Linked DNA regions of Mus musculus: region 1 is linked to region 2. Evidence: chromatin contacts called from public Hi-C data. All regions are on one chromosome and are shown on one strand. The core of a region is the stretch at or near the end of the contact, and the rest is flanking DNA. Distances in the headings are between cores, read along the strand shown.

The links. A called contact is a pair of places that touch in the nucleus more often than the background predicts.
Region 1: a Hi-C map of bone marrow-derived macrophages shows a contact between it and region 2, with 30 read pairs. The contact joins the enhancer-like site here to the promoter of D430001F17Rik in region 2. A contact is called at or near these places in 5 of 39 promoter capture datasets (cranial neural crest, embryonic stem cells, epiblast stem cells and 1 more), 27 of 484 Hi-C or Micro-C datasets (the C10 cell line, CD8 T cells, the G1E-ER4 cell line and 11 more) and 6 of 115 datasets of contacts at active chromatin or transcription factors (VIP interneurons, double positive thymocytes, embryonic fibroblasts and 3 more).

What each region holds. Positions count from the first base shown.
Region 1 is chr16:92,038,175-92,041,604 of GRCm38.p6, forward strand. No RefSeq gene overlaps it. Among named protein-coding and RNA genes, the nearest start is that of Slc5a3, 18 kb to the right of the region's middle. Within about 2 kb of position 1,492, at least 88 of the 459 cell types and tissues checked have an H3K27ac peak or open chromatin away from gene starts, as enhancers often do. A contact at or near this core is called in bone marrow-derived macrophages, double positive thymocytes, embryonic fibroblasts and 1 more, where this site is marked.
Region 2 is chr16:91,952,662-91,955,879 of GRCm38.p6, forward strand. D430001F17Rik (a long non-coding RNA gene) reads left to right here and starts at 1,349. Exons shown (of 4, transcript XR_876250.1): 1 at 1,349-1,616.

The sequences.
Region 1 (3,430 bases), core at 242-2,741, 86 kb after region 2:
ACAAGCCGGAGGAAGCAACCACAACGGGCAACAGAGTGGGACACGAGAGCGTGACTGAGTGGGTAGCCATATGACCTCAAGTATCATTGACCAGTTCCCGTATTGGCTCCATCCTCACTGTAAACAGCTGCTGCATGCTTGAATGCCTACCTGGATTTGGACCGTGACACTCTAGCAACGCTTGTTCTAAGGCAACAGTTCTCAACCTGGGGGTCGCGACCCCTTGTGAGTCAACCTTTTCAACGGTTACCCAAGACCATCGGAAAAACACTGAGATTTAGATTAGGATTCATAACAGTAGCAAAATTCCAGTTGTGAAGTAGCAACGAAAATAATCTCATGGTTGGGGGTGGGGGTGGGGATCACCACAGTAGGCAGAACTATGTTAAAGGGTTGCGGCATTAGGAAGGCTGAGAACCGCTGCTCTAGGGACTTTTAAACAGCAAAACATACCGGATCATACCCGCCCCCTCCTCTGCCCCCAATCCCCCTAGCGAGGTAGCTGAGAGGAAAGGAAGGGCAGAAGAGCTACTTGGTGCTCAAAGTTCTCATACTAGACATTTTTATGTATGTCTAGTATGAGAGCTGGGTGCCGAGTAGTGTCACTCGTGGGCTAGAAGAAGTGTGACTAGTATAGAGGGGGAAGACACTATGCTCCCTGCTCCCGGGACTGCACAGTCTGGGCTGCTTAGGAACACTCAGATAGGAGTATCTTTATTTATTTATTTATTATAAATAAGTACATTGTTGCTTGCTGTCTTCAGACACACCAGAAGGAGTCAGATCTCATAACGGGAGGTTGTGCTGGGATTTGAACTCAGGACCTTCGGAAGAGTAATCACTGCTCTTACCTGCTGAGCCATCTCTCCAGCCCCAGATAGGAGTATCTATATGGGCAGTTAGAGTATACTGGAACTCAGGAAGGAAGTGTGGCTTAGGAGAAGATAGGCTATGAACTTGGGTAGCCATGAAGGGTGAGACAAAACAATATAGGGAGGGTGCTGAGTTTGCCCTGGGGTCAGGAGGAAGGGATGAGCCGCAGTGCCCCAAACTGCCTGGCTAGCATTCGGTTGTCCTGGAACTACAATTATGGTTCGAGGGAGCCACACTCAGACGCAAAAGGCCCTTCATTTCACCTTGTGGGGTGAAAGAGAGACCAATGGGGTAGACTGTTGGAAAGATGAGACTCAGACTAGAACAAGGTGGGAAGATCACGGGCATACCGGACTCACCAGCAAGCAAAGGGTGGGCACAGAACTCCCTTCTTAGCCGGTGCTGCCCAGTGCGGTGCAGGGTGAGTGGCCTCCAGGACCCAGGATGGGCACTTGGGCTTTTGAGTAACTTTCCACACTACCTCTCGCTTCTCTGCCTCTGGGGTCCTGGCCTTCACCTGCCCTTGCCTGAAGTTCTCCACCCTGCTGGAACCTTCTGTAAGGCATTGAAGCAGCCAGCAGTATGGGGTGGGGCCACTCAGCAGGCCACTCTCTGCGGGAGGGCGAGCCCACGTGTAGACTCGTGACTCACTCTTGGCACAGGCCCACACAGTGCAGGCATTTCCAGGCATTTCTGTTTCCTCTTCCTATATCTTCTGACCTTTCACCTAGCCCCAGAGAAATTGTACTGCTGTTTGCTAGATTCTGAGAAAGTTAGGGTCCTTGCTGTTCAGGCCTTAGCGTCTCCTAGTTCTTAGGCCTATTCTGCACGGGTGGTACCGTTTTTTGGGAAGACAGGGGTATCACCATAGGTTGGAAGATATTCATTAGTTATAAAAGGGAAGAGAAAAAAAGTGTGCTCTTAAACATTCAAGCTTAAGGGGAGAACTGAGTATTTTTCACAGTGGCTAAAAAAAAAAAAGCTGTGAAGGTTAATTAGGAGCATAAACACGGGGGCGGGCGAGAGAGCGCGTTCAGACGGTCAGAGTGCTGGTTCCTCTTCAGGTGTTGGGGTTCAGTTCCCAGCACCACGGAGGGTAGGTCTCAGCCACCTGCATTTCCAGTTCCAGGGGATCTGACACCCTCTGCTGGTCTCCAAGGGTACCCACACACATTTCTTATACACACAGACACAGACACACAGACACACACACACACACACACACACACACGTGCACACACACACACGTGCACACACACACGCACACACACACGCACAAAATAAAAATAAATCTTTAAATAAAAAGAACATAGACATTCATATAATTAGATAACAAAGAAAAACATGAAATTAGAAAAAAAATTGCACCGTGATTACAATGATATAAATAAATGTATCCATAGTTAAGTCTTGAAAATTTAGAAAGCCTATATTGACTATGCTCAGATGGTAGCATATTATTTTATTTTATTTTTTCATTTTGTTAATTTTCCACAATGTGGTTATATTAGCCTTACAACAGAAGAATATCTATGTGTATGTATATATATATCTTTGTATATATAATATATAACTCATTGTACACACACACACACACACACACACACACACACACACACACACACACACACATATATATACATACATACACAATGAGTTCAAATGTCAAAACCTAGTTCAATTGGCCAGGTCTTTTCTGGGATTTCCAAGCTCAAGGCCAACCCTGGCCTGCCTTTAGCCTACCTCCTAGTCCTTGTAACTCATGGCTTATCAGTCTATCTGAAGGCTTAGGACAGGGCCACTTCAGGAACTAGGCCCCCTCCCTGGGGTGGGACAGGCAGGCCCCTGCTTGGGATGTTGGCTCTTAAAATCCAAGGGAACAATTAAATCAGCACTTTATGGCTTTTTACTCAATGAGAGAACAGGGAGGCTCCCAGGCAGCACTGAAGGCCTGTTTCCTACAACATGCTCCTGAGTTCAGGGTAGGGATTCCGAGGGTGTGAGCATTTGTTTCTTGAGGTCACTCTGGAATCAGAGGCCACAAGGAAGCCATGCCATGGGGACTGGAAGTAAGAGTCAGAGGGGCCAGATGATCTAATTTAGGAGATTAAATAAAATAGTCCTGGTTTTTCCAACTTGGTCTATCTCCTTGTCTGTGCACTGAGAATACAGGGCCTCCAGAGGGCAAGTGTCCTCTCCCCCCATCTCCTTGTACACAGGTAGGTAGGTAGTTTATAGTTTCTGGAATGATCATTTGCATGCATGGGTGAAGAAATACCTTTGCCTCAGGAATGATGCCAGAACAATCCTCAGAGACTCAGAACCCTGGAGTCAGACACGTGGGTGCAAGGTTTCCTATATCTCTGAATGGTCTGAGAACAAAATCCTGGACGATCCCAAATCCCAGCCCTCATCTATTATGTTATTTTTCTCAGCTAGCCCTTCACAGAGGATGGGAGGAGACAGTAAATGTGAGCAACCGACTACACCCAGGCGTAGGTCCTCGGTGGTCCTGTCCACTCCTTCTCTTAGGAAAGGATCAAATGTTGTTTATCGG
Region 2 (3,218 bases), core at 99-2,598:
TGTAGCTGAATATTTAGTATTATCATGGAATTTCTCCATCTCTTGTGATTGAAGGTTTTAGCTGGGTACAGTGGTCTGAACCAGCATCCGAGGTCTCTTATAGTCTGTAGAACATCTATCCAGGCCCTCTGGCTTCTAGCGTCTCCATTGAGAAGTCAGGTGTCTGCCTTTATATGCCTTTATATGTTACTTGGTCTTTTTCCCTTGCAACTTTTAATATTCTTTGTTCTGTTTGCTTGGTGTTTTGATTATTATGTACTGAGGGGAATTTCTTTTCTGGTCCAATCTACTTGGTGTTCTGTATGCTTCTTGTACCTTGATAAGCATCTCCTTGATTACATTAGGGAAATTTTCTTCTCTGATTTTGCTGAAAATGTTTTCTGGGCCTTTGACCTAAGCTTCTTCGCTTCTTCTCCTTCCTATGTTTCCTTTCTTTCTTTCTTTCTTTCTTTCTTTCTTTCTTTCTTTCTTTCTTTCTTCCTTCCTTCCTTCCTTCCTTTCTTTCTTTCTTTCTTTCTTTCTTTCTTTCTTTCTTTCTTCCTTTCTTTCTTTATTCCTTCCTTTCTTCCTTTCTTTCTTCTTTCTTTCTTTCTTTCTTTCTTTCTTTCTTTCTTCATTTCTTCCTTTCTTCCTTTCTCCCTTTTCTTTCTTTCCTCCTCCTCCTCCTCCTTCTTCTTCTTCATTTATTTATTTCACTTATATGAGCACACTGTCACTGTCTTCACACACACCAGAGGAGGGCATCAGATCCCATTACAGATGGTTGTGAGCCACCATGTGGTTGCTGGAAATTGAACTCAGGACCTCTGGAAGAGCAGCCAGTGATCTAAACTACTGAGCCACCTCTCCAGCCCTACACTTTTCTTAGATTTGGTCTGTTCACAGTGTCCTGTGTCGCTGAATGTTTTGTGCCAGCATGTTTTTAGACTTGACATTTTCTTTGACTGAGGTATCCATTTCTTCTGTTGCCTCTGGGGGCCCTGCTTGAGCTCCTACGGTTTTCACTCCGAGGTCTTCCCCAGCTTGGCTTCTCTTTATTGACTCTATTTTCATTTCCAGGTCTGAGCTGTTTTATTCATTTCCTTCCCCTGCTCTGTATGTTTTAATAGATTTAAGGGATTTATTCATTTCCTCTTTAAGGACCTCTTTTATATCCATAACAGCTATTTTAAGGTCTCTGTCTTGTACTTCAACTATGTGGCCGTTCTCAGGACCTACTGCGGTAGGGTTGCTGGGTTCTAGAGGAGACATATTGTTCCGCCTGTTTTTGATTGTGATTCTGCTGGTGTCTAGGCATCTGGCTTCAGGGTGTTGGTAACTGTAGGTGCCTATATCTGGTCTTGACTATGTTGGGTGGATGTTTTGTTCCTTGGTTTCTGTTGTCCTCTTTGCTTCTCAGGAGGGTGTGGTGGCTGTGTGTTGCCTGGTAGGAAATTCTTTTGAGCTCCTGCTAGGTGTGGCCACTGAGTTTCCAGGTAAAAGGTCTCTAAGCACTGGGAGGTGACACTTAGGAATAAGGCTGGGCTGGACTGAGGGCAGGGGCAGGAGGAAGGAGGAAGGAGGAAAGCATGGCGTTCCTTCAGGATCTGCGTAGTCACCTGGGAATGGGGCAGAGAGTAAGGAGACGCCACAATATGTCATCTGCTACAGAGCTGAGGATGAGACGGGGGAGGTGAGGAGGGAAAGAGGAGATCTGCTAGCCTACCTGCCTCTCCGGTCGGCTTGGCTGGTGGGTTAGAAATAACTAGTTTCCCCCTCCCTCTCTTCCCTCTCAAATTCATGGCTTCAGTTTTAAAAATTATTGTTGTTATTCGCATATATACATAGGTAACCCTAACCCTAACCCACCTATGCAGAGGTGTGTGTGTATATGTACAGCCTGCTTGGTTCATTTGGTGTGTCTTGTGTGCGTGTGTTTTTAGGGCTGGCCCTTGGTATCATCATAGAGGGTTCATCTCTATGTAAGGCTAACTCTCCCATTTTCTCAGGCCTCTAGCCCTTCGTCTAGGGGCAGGGGCCTCTGAGATTGATCTCTTTCGCATTAGCATGTCTACTGGTGCTATCGCTGTTCTCATCCTGTTAGGGCAGCCATGTTGCTGAGGTTTCCATTTCCTGTCATTTCTAGGATATACACTCTGCCTAATGTGTTGTTGATGTGACAATTGGGGATGGATATCCCAGCATCAGTGGTTCTCTGCGATTTAATCAGTTGTGACTTTATTTTTTAATAGCATCCCCCAAAAGAGTTCTTTTTTTTCATTCTGTATACAGCATTCTGCTTGCATGTACGCCTGCAGGCCAGAAGAGGGCACCAGACCTCATTATAGAGGATTATGAGCCACCATGTGGTTGCTGGGAATTGAACTAGGAACCTCTGGAAGAGCAGTCAGTGCTCTTAACCTCTGAGCCATCTCTCCAGTCCGACATTCGATTAAGAAAGGAAAACTACTCGAAAGAATGAGACTGGGCTCGAGAACTGAGGGAAAAGCACGAGGTCCGTGGCTCTTTCTAGGTCATTTGCATAGCGCCCACCTCTCCTATTGCTGTGGGCTTTTCTGGAGCTTGCTATTTTTGTATGTAGCTCAAGTAGGAAGGAGGGTGTTGGTCTTTCTGTCCTCTGGGTTGTTTGTTCCGTTGTCAGTCATGGTGCTGTTTGCAGCCTCGTGCTTCCCTCTCCTCCCCCAACTCCCACGCGCACGCGCGTGAGGGACTGACGACACAAGATTCCCTACTGGTCTGAGTGGAGGGTTTGGATTTTCTGTGGTAGTAGGTGGCTGGAATCCCTGCATCAGAAGGGGTCTGGTTTGAAGTTGTCATTTATCCTAGAAGACAAACCCTTTCAAAAGATTAAGAATACAACATTTAAGCAAGGGTGACTTGATGATTCTCACTGATGGCCCCAGCAAGGGTGAGACACAGGACAGCCTTGGCCAGGTCTGTGCAGCCCGTCAGTAGTGCGAGCCCTTGCACGCCTTTAATCCCAGCACTCGGGAGGCAGAGGCAGGCAGATTTCTGAGGTCAAGGCCAGCCTGGTCTACAAAGTGAGTTCCAGGACAGCCAGGGCTACACAGAGAAACCCTGTCTCGAAAAACCAAACAAAAACAAAAACAAAAAAAACTGTTAAAACAAAACTAACAAAAGACATTCTAAATCAAAACAACACACGTAGGCAATGGATGAGCATCATAAGACGTAAAATGCCAAGGACGGGTCTGATG